Regions from separate parts of the Pan troglodytes genome. Here region 2 is linked to region 1. Evidence: chromatin contacts called from public HiChIP or PLAC-seq data. All regions are on one chromosome and are shown on one strand. The core of a region is the stretch at or near the end of the contact, and the rest is flanking DNA. Distances in the headings are between cores, read along the strand shown.

Region 1 (3,546 bases), core at 364-2,863:
GGCACTATAGTTGGGACAAACCTGGATTCAAATCCTACCTCAACCTTGCAACTAGCTGTGTGATCTAAGTAAATTACTTAAGCCCTCAACACCTAAATTTCCTCATCTGCAAATAGGTTCTAGGAGGAGTTACTATGAAGTTAAATTCTTCACATAAAGGTCTTAGCTCAGTGCCAGGCACACAGTAAGCACTCAAAACATCAGCTGTAGCATCATTACGAGATTACTAATTTTACGCTAAGCTGAAAGGGCATTCTTCATAAAGTAGTAATTTTTTGCCCTTTTGCTAATTGATCGTTTCTGAAACCATTCCCAAAAGGAAGACTCCTAAAAGGAAACTTACTTCTTATCATGCTAAGCGGGGAGGAAGTAAAAGAAAAGTGAGGGATATTGCTCAATCGATAGTACAGTATTGTTCGCCATCTGAAAAAAACCACTCAGAATTAAATAAGGAAAGTTTCCAGACAAACTTTAAAAGGTATTCAAACAACTCCTATGTAGAATTGGCTTCACCTCTGCAGGTTGATTGGGTACATCCCTGTTATGAGAAAACTTGTCGTATTCTTCCAAGTCCCTAATTGCGAGTAAGAGGCTAGGCTAGAACATGACATTCATAGTAGCCAAAATCTTTCTCCTAAATCAGGACATGCCAACGATCCCACTTCTTCACAGGTAAGACCACCACCCCGACTTTGGTCTAGATAACGGCTATGGGGGGAGGGGAAAGGAGGCAGGAAAATGAATTCGCGATGGTGTTACTGAAGAACCCTCCGGTTATTTCTCCTGAGACCCCTCCACGACTTATTCCCGCCACCACCACCCCCACCTGACCTCTCCCCAGTTAAACTTCCAGACTCTGATGTACTAAAGATGCACTAAAGATGCACTTAAGAATCTGACACCTCCCCTCCCTGGGCCTAGATATCCCACCCCAGTGCTGGGGAAGGTCGGGGGGGAGGAAGGCAAACAACGGCCCCCTCCCCTCCCCCCCACCCAGCACCAAATCTTTGTCCCACCTGCCAAGGGACCGCTCGCCAGCGCGCTCCGGACCCAAGGCTGCCTCAGACCTGCCCGCAACCTTGTCCTAACTGGGCCTCGGCGACCCCTCCACGAACCTGAGTATGGCCCATTCCCGGCCCCGGGCCGCGCCCCGCCCCCCGCCGCCCGAGTTCTGCCTCACCTCACCTACCCTCTTTCGGGGGCCGGACTCCACCTCTCTCTCCGCCATGTTGGGCCCCGCTCGGAACCGCTGCGGCTCCCCGCGCGGTGGCGGCGGTACCTCTCGGCCCCCCGGCCCCCGCCCACACTGCAGGCACGGCCGCCTCGCGGCAGCTTCCCCGGACCCGGCCGGGCCTTGCGCCGAGAGTGGGGAGGGGGCGGATGCCGCGCGCCGGGCCGCAGCTTCTGAGATCCCACGGGTCCGCGCGTGGGCGGGAGGGCCTGCCCGGGGACGGGGTGGGGGCCGGGACTCGGGGGGTTAATGGCCTCCAAGGGGCCCCGTGAGTAGGATTATTTTCTCTCAGAGAAATTCCTCCGCCTGCGGTTTCTTAAAGGGATCACCAAATCAGCCCCTTGCGCGCGCCCCTGATGCGCAGGCGCACCCTAAGTCCCTCCTTCCTTTCCCACCAAGCCCCCGGTCCTGAGCGTGCGCGGTAAGTGGCCATGGGTAGGCCAAATCCTGCAAGTCTCTTTGCTGCCAGCAGCTGCTCCCACCACTCAACTATGGCCGCTCCCTTAAAGGGACCATGACGCAGGGATGAAGGAGAAATGAAAGAAATTACTGGAAAGACAATCTGGAGAATTGGGTGCAATGTCAGTGAAGGGTTCCACATCACCATCTTACACCTGACTACAGTGGTACCATTAAAGAGGGAAAGTCATGGTAAGCTGAAGTTCTCAGTGGACCTCTGAACATGAAGAATCCCAAACCAATGAGGGAACAAGACAGTCATCTCAAGGAAAACCAACTTTCCTCCCTTTCGACTGCCTGTTCTGAAGCACAAGGCATAGAATATCAAGAGCCAACTCCTATAACCTCACCTTAAAATCAAAGCTTTTGGTGATTTTGAAGATTGAACCAACAACTGGAAATAATTTCTTCAATAGTAATTTATCCTTAGAACATCAAAATGGAGAAGGATCTTAGGGAACCATTTACTCCAGTGCTCCCAATGATAAAATTGCAGCCTGATCATGGGAAGGAATTTGTCCCAATGTAACTAATGGCTGGTGTGGAGTTGGAATCAAGATTACAGTCTCAGTCCTCCAGGCTGTCTTCAGGCGAGAGATAAATTTGGTTTAATTTGATATCCCTAGAAGATTAAAAATTGAAGTTTCATGGTATTTGGAGAATATCATAATTCTCTTGTGAAGATGTAATGATTTGCAGATGATGGGTGTCCTCATTCACCTCTATTGAAGGAGCTTGACAATCTGCCTTAAAGGATAAGCATCTTATTTCTAAGCAGGAAACCAGGAAGTAGATTTGGGTCTATCTTGTTCCAAAACTGGGTCCTAAGCTGAAAATCGCTGAAAAAAATGAGGGCTTCATTCATTCCTCTTCTGTTCATTCTAGTTCCCACAAGCGTTGGGTGGAGAAAAAATTAAGTTTATAATGATAGTTCAGGGACAGTGGGGAGACATATAGTAAGAAATACAAAGAAGATGCCTCCTGAAGGTCATTTCCCATGACAAGACATATTCAAGTGGGAATGATAGCTCCTGAAGTCACAGGATAATGAGATGTAACTTCTGTTTTCTGTTTTATTTAGCACTTGGTAGCTATTCTGAAACAGATGTTTTCTAATCTGTAATATTTTGCTGAAAACTGTTGGTGAAATTGCTGGAAGTTTCCATACTGGCCTTGCTTATGCCTTTAGCACTGTCTTTAATTTCACTCCTCAGTAGGAGAGAAGAAAGAAGGACAAAGAAATATGTTCATTTCAGCCAGAATTTTAAAAACATGTTCCCTTTAGTTCCATGTCCAGGACAAGAAAGAAAAGAGGAGCCAAGAAAAGATAATTCCAGGGAATGTGGCTACATAAAACTTGTAGTGGTTTCCACCTGTTTTATTGGCAGTGGAATACTCCCTTCTAATAAAATCTGGTGGTTTAAAATGTGGAGCTGCTAAGTTGGGAGTGTAAGTGGGGAACCCACTAGTCTATTCACCCAGCTTCACCCTTGCACTCTCTCTCCTTTCATGCCCCCTCCCATCATTACAGAAATGTTGAGTTTCTCAGATCACAGTTTAAACTTATTAGTTTAGTCTAACTCCACATTTTCAAGATGGAGCCTCTGAGGCTTAGAGAAGATATGATTTGCTTGAGATCACACACAGGATTAGTAACAGTATCAAGACTGAAACAGACATCTTGATCCTCAGGGCTCTGTCCTACACAGACTGTTTCTGGAGGTATTAGCAATGTGTTAGGTCTCGAATAATAGGTGGGATTTGTGCATTTCAGATAATATACAAGCATAACATGAATGTTCAGGGCAGTCATCCATATGGAGGAATAAGACAAGAGAAAACCATTTAGTGAGCAC
Region 2 (3,546 bases), core at 542-3,041, 75 kb after region 1:
GATAATAAGCTATGAGCTAATGTTGAGGGAGGAATGATTCCGCAAAAGGTCTGTGGACCTCAAAGAAACTGGAGATTGTGAAATACAGGCTGGGCGTGGTTGCTCACTCCCATAATCCCAGCACTTTCGGAGGCCTAGGTGGGTGGATCACTTGAGGTCAGGAGTTTGAAACCAGCCTGGCCAACATGGCAAAACCCTGTCTCTACTAAAAATACAAAAATTGGCTGGGTGTGGTGGCTCGCGCCTGTGGTCCCAGCTACTTGTAAGGCTGAGGCAGGAGAATCACTTGAACCTGGGAGGCAGAGGTTGCAGTGAGCTGAGATAGTGCCACTGCTCTCCAGCCTGGGCAACAGAGCGAGACTCTGTGTCAAAAAAAATAAGACTCTGTGTCAAAGAAAATAAGAGAAAAATAATTGATGCATCTGACTGGTTAATACCCTATAGACATTGTAACATTGTAATTTTTTTTTTTTTTTTTTTTTTTTTTGAGACAGTCTGGCACTTGTCGCCCAGGCTGGAGTGCAATAGCGCGATCTCGGCTCACTGCAACCTCCGCCTCCTGGGCTCAAGCAATTCTCCTGCCTCAGCCTCCCAGGTGGCTGGGATTATAGGTGTGCACTATTAAGCTCAGCAAATTTTTTTTTTTTTTTTTTTGAGACTGAGTCTTGCTCTGTCGCCCAGGCTGCAGTGCAGTGGCGCAATCTCGGCTCACTGCAACCTCTGCCTCCCGGGTTCAAGCAATTCTCCTGCCTCAGCCTCCCAAGTAGCTGGGACTACAGGCGTGCACCACCACGCCCAGTTAATTTTTGTATTTTTAGTAGAGACGGGGTTTCACCATATTGGCCAGGCTGGTATCGGATTCCTGACCTCGTGATCCACCCACCTCGGCTCCCAAAGTAAGTGCTGGGATTACAGGCGTCAGCCACCGCACCCAGCCAAATTTTTGTATTTTTTAGTAAAGACGGGGTTTCGCCATGTTGGCCAGGCTGGTCTAGAACTCCTGACCTCAGGTGATCTGCCCGACTCGGTGTCCCAAAGTGCTAGGATTACAGGCGTGAGCCACAGTGCCCAGCCTAACATTGTAATTTTTAAAAAGTACCTTAGTCTGTTCGTAAAGTGTTGAGTGGAATATTTACATTCCTCCTGTGATTGGTGTTTGTAAACGTGTATATATATACACATACACACAAGGGCTCTTTTTGAACAAAGCGCGCACCCACAGAAGCCTATTGAAAAGTTTATGCTGCTACAATAAATCTGTATTCCTATGAGGTTCCATAATGAAATCAGTTAAGACTGCGTGTGTTTGAAATCGGTAAGATTTTACTTCTCTACTTTCATTGAGTTGGCACGAGGTAGGGTAGACAGCAGGCACTCAATTTCTGATTTTGAATCGGAAAACATCTGTTTTTCTGGGCAAGGATATCAATAGATTGCTCCTAGGGACAATCAAGAAAGAAAAGAGACCTCCAACGCTTCTCTGCAGGAGCGGATAGAGCCCTGGTTATTTGCTCGCAAGTGAAAATTGCCCTGGCATACCCATTCAAATTTCTCCTAGCAAATCATAGTGGCCTACAGCCAACGCCTTCTTCGCTCACTGGCCAACTGGAAACTTCAGTCCCTCCATGCCTCCCGCCTCTCACCCAGGGGCCAATAGGAAAGATCAGAGGTTCGCAACTTAGTGTCATCAGGCATAGTAATTGCAATTGGCTATTGGAGCTGTCGATCGTGGAGTAGGCGGGGCCGTGCCAGCTGGCCTATATAAGACGAGGACAAAGGCGGCGCGCCGCCTGTGTCATCCGCCATTTTGTGAGAAGCAAGGTGGCCTCCACGTTTCCTGAGCGTCTTCTTCGCTTTTGCCTCGACCGCCCCTTGACCACAGACATGTCTCGGGATCGGTTCCGGAGTCGTGGCGGTGGCGGTGGCGGCTTCCACAGGCGTGGAGGAGGCGGCGGCCGCGGCGGCCTCCACGACTTCCGTTCTCCGCCGCCCGGCATGGGCCTCAATCAGAATCGCGGCCCCATGGGTCCTGGCCCGGGCCAGAGCGGCCCTAAGCCTCCGATCCCGCCACCGCCTCCACACCAACAGCAGCAACAGCCACCACCGCAGCAGCCACCGCCGCAGCAGCCGCCACCGCATCAGCCGCCGCCGCATCCACAGCCGCATCAGCAGCAGCAGCCGCCGCCACCGCCGCAGGACTCTTCCAAGCCCGTCGTTGCTCAGGGACCCGGCCCCGCTCCCGGAGTAGGCAGCGCACCGCCAGCCTCCAGCTCGGCCCCGCCCGCCACTCCACCAACCTCGGGGGCCCCGCCAGGGTCTGGGCCAGGCCCGACGCCGACCCCGCCGCCTGCAGTCACCTCGGCCCCTCCCGGGGCGCCGCCACCCACCCCGCCAAGCAGCGGGGTCCCTACCACACCTCCTCAGGCCGGAGGCCCGCCGCCTCCGCCCGCGGCAGTCCCGGGCCCGGGTCCAGGGCCTAAGCAGGGCCCAGGTCCGGGTGGTCCCAAAGGCGGCAAAATGCCTGGCGGGCCGAAGCCAGGTGGCGGCCCGGGCCTAAGCACTCCTGGCGGCCACCCCAAGCCGCCTCATCGAGGCGGCGGGGAGCCCCGCGGGGGCCGCCAGCACCACCCGCCCTACCACCAGCAGCATCACCAGGGGCCTCCGCCCGGCGGGCCCGGCGGCCGCAGCGAGGAGAAGATCTCGGACTCGGAGGTGAGTGTTTATGGGAGCGACGCGTCGGCTCCCCTAAGATGGCGGCGGCCCCCTCCTCGCCCCCGCCCCCGCGCTGGGCTTCCATTTTGTCGGCTGCCGGAAGGGGCGCTTGCGCGCGCCGCCGCGGGGGCGGGGCGGCCTGCGGGGCCGTCGGTCGGCGTGGGATTGGCCGCTGCCGCGCCTTGCTCTCCCGGCGGGCGGAAGGCTAGGGGAGGTTTCCTTTCGGAAGGAAGCGCGGGGTCGCGGTGGTCGGCCCTGCAGAAGGTAGCCTGTCCCTGGGACTGGCGTAATGCAGAGCATGCGGCGTAGGTTTGGAGAGAACCGGGAAGTTCCATAAAAGCGCAGGCGCAGATCGTGTAGGTTACAGTGGCATTTGGACTTGAGTTATTTTCGTATTTTAATTTTCATACTATTGAGATTTTTTTAGGGACACTCAACATATGTGGCTGACAGTTGCTGATGGACGTCTACTCTTCGGGGAAGTGTGTCTATTCTCGAACATTCTGGATGATGGGGCTCCTTTTTCAATGTTAAGATAGTGCTCATGTTAGAAATCTCACATAGTAAAACCTTGATTGTGACCAAACGGAACAGAAAGGCAACTGATAGGTTTCAGATAAGCAAATACTGTCTTGGGGATTTTCACTTGCAGAGGTCTCCGGTGTTTGAAAACTTCTTTCCTTTTTCATTAGGGGTTTAAAGCCAATTTGTCTCTCTTGAGGAGGCCTGGAGAGAAAACTTACACACAGCGATGTCGGTTGTTTGTTGGGAATCTACCTGCTGATATCACGGAGGATGAATTCAAAAGACTATTTGCTAAATATGGAGAACCAG

What was found. HiChIP or PLAC-seq counts read pairs in DNA pulled down with a chosen protein or histone mark.
Region 2: an H3K4me3 HiChIP or PLAC-seq map of stem cell-derived excitatory neurons shows a contact between it and region 1, with 3 times the contacts expected there. The contact joins the promoter of SFPQ here to the promoter of ZMYM4 in region 1. A contact is called at or near these places in 2 of 7 Hi-C or Micro-C datasets (induced pluripotent stem cells and stem cell-derived neural progenitor cells) and 1 of 1 datasets of contacts at active chromatin or transcription factors (stem cell-derived excitatory neurons).

The regions. Positions count from the first base shown.
Region 1 is chr1:195,718,812-195,722,357 of NHGRI_mPanTro3-v2.0_pri, forward strand. ZMYM4 (zinc finger MYM-type containing 4) reads right to left here and starts at 1,614. Exons shown (of 30, transcript XM_001166982.6): 1 at 1,190-1,614. The coding sequence starts at 1,228.
Region 2 is chr1:195,793,834-195,797,379 of NHGRI_mPanTro3-v2.0_pri, forward strand. It overlaps SFPQ (splicing factor proline and glutamine rich), which reads left to right and starts at 1,792. Exons shown (of 10, transcript NM_001251847.1): 1 at 1,792-2,712; 2 at 3,405-3,546. The coding sequence starts at 1,885.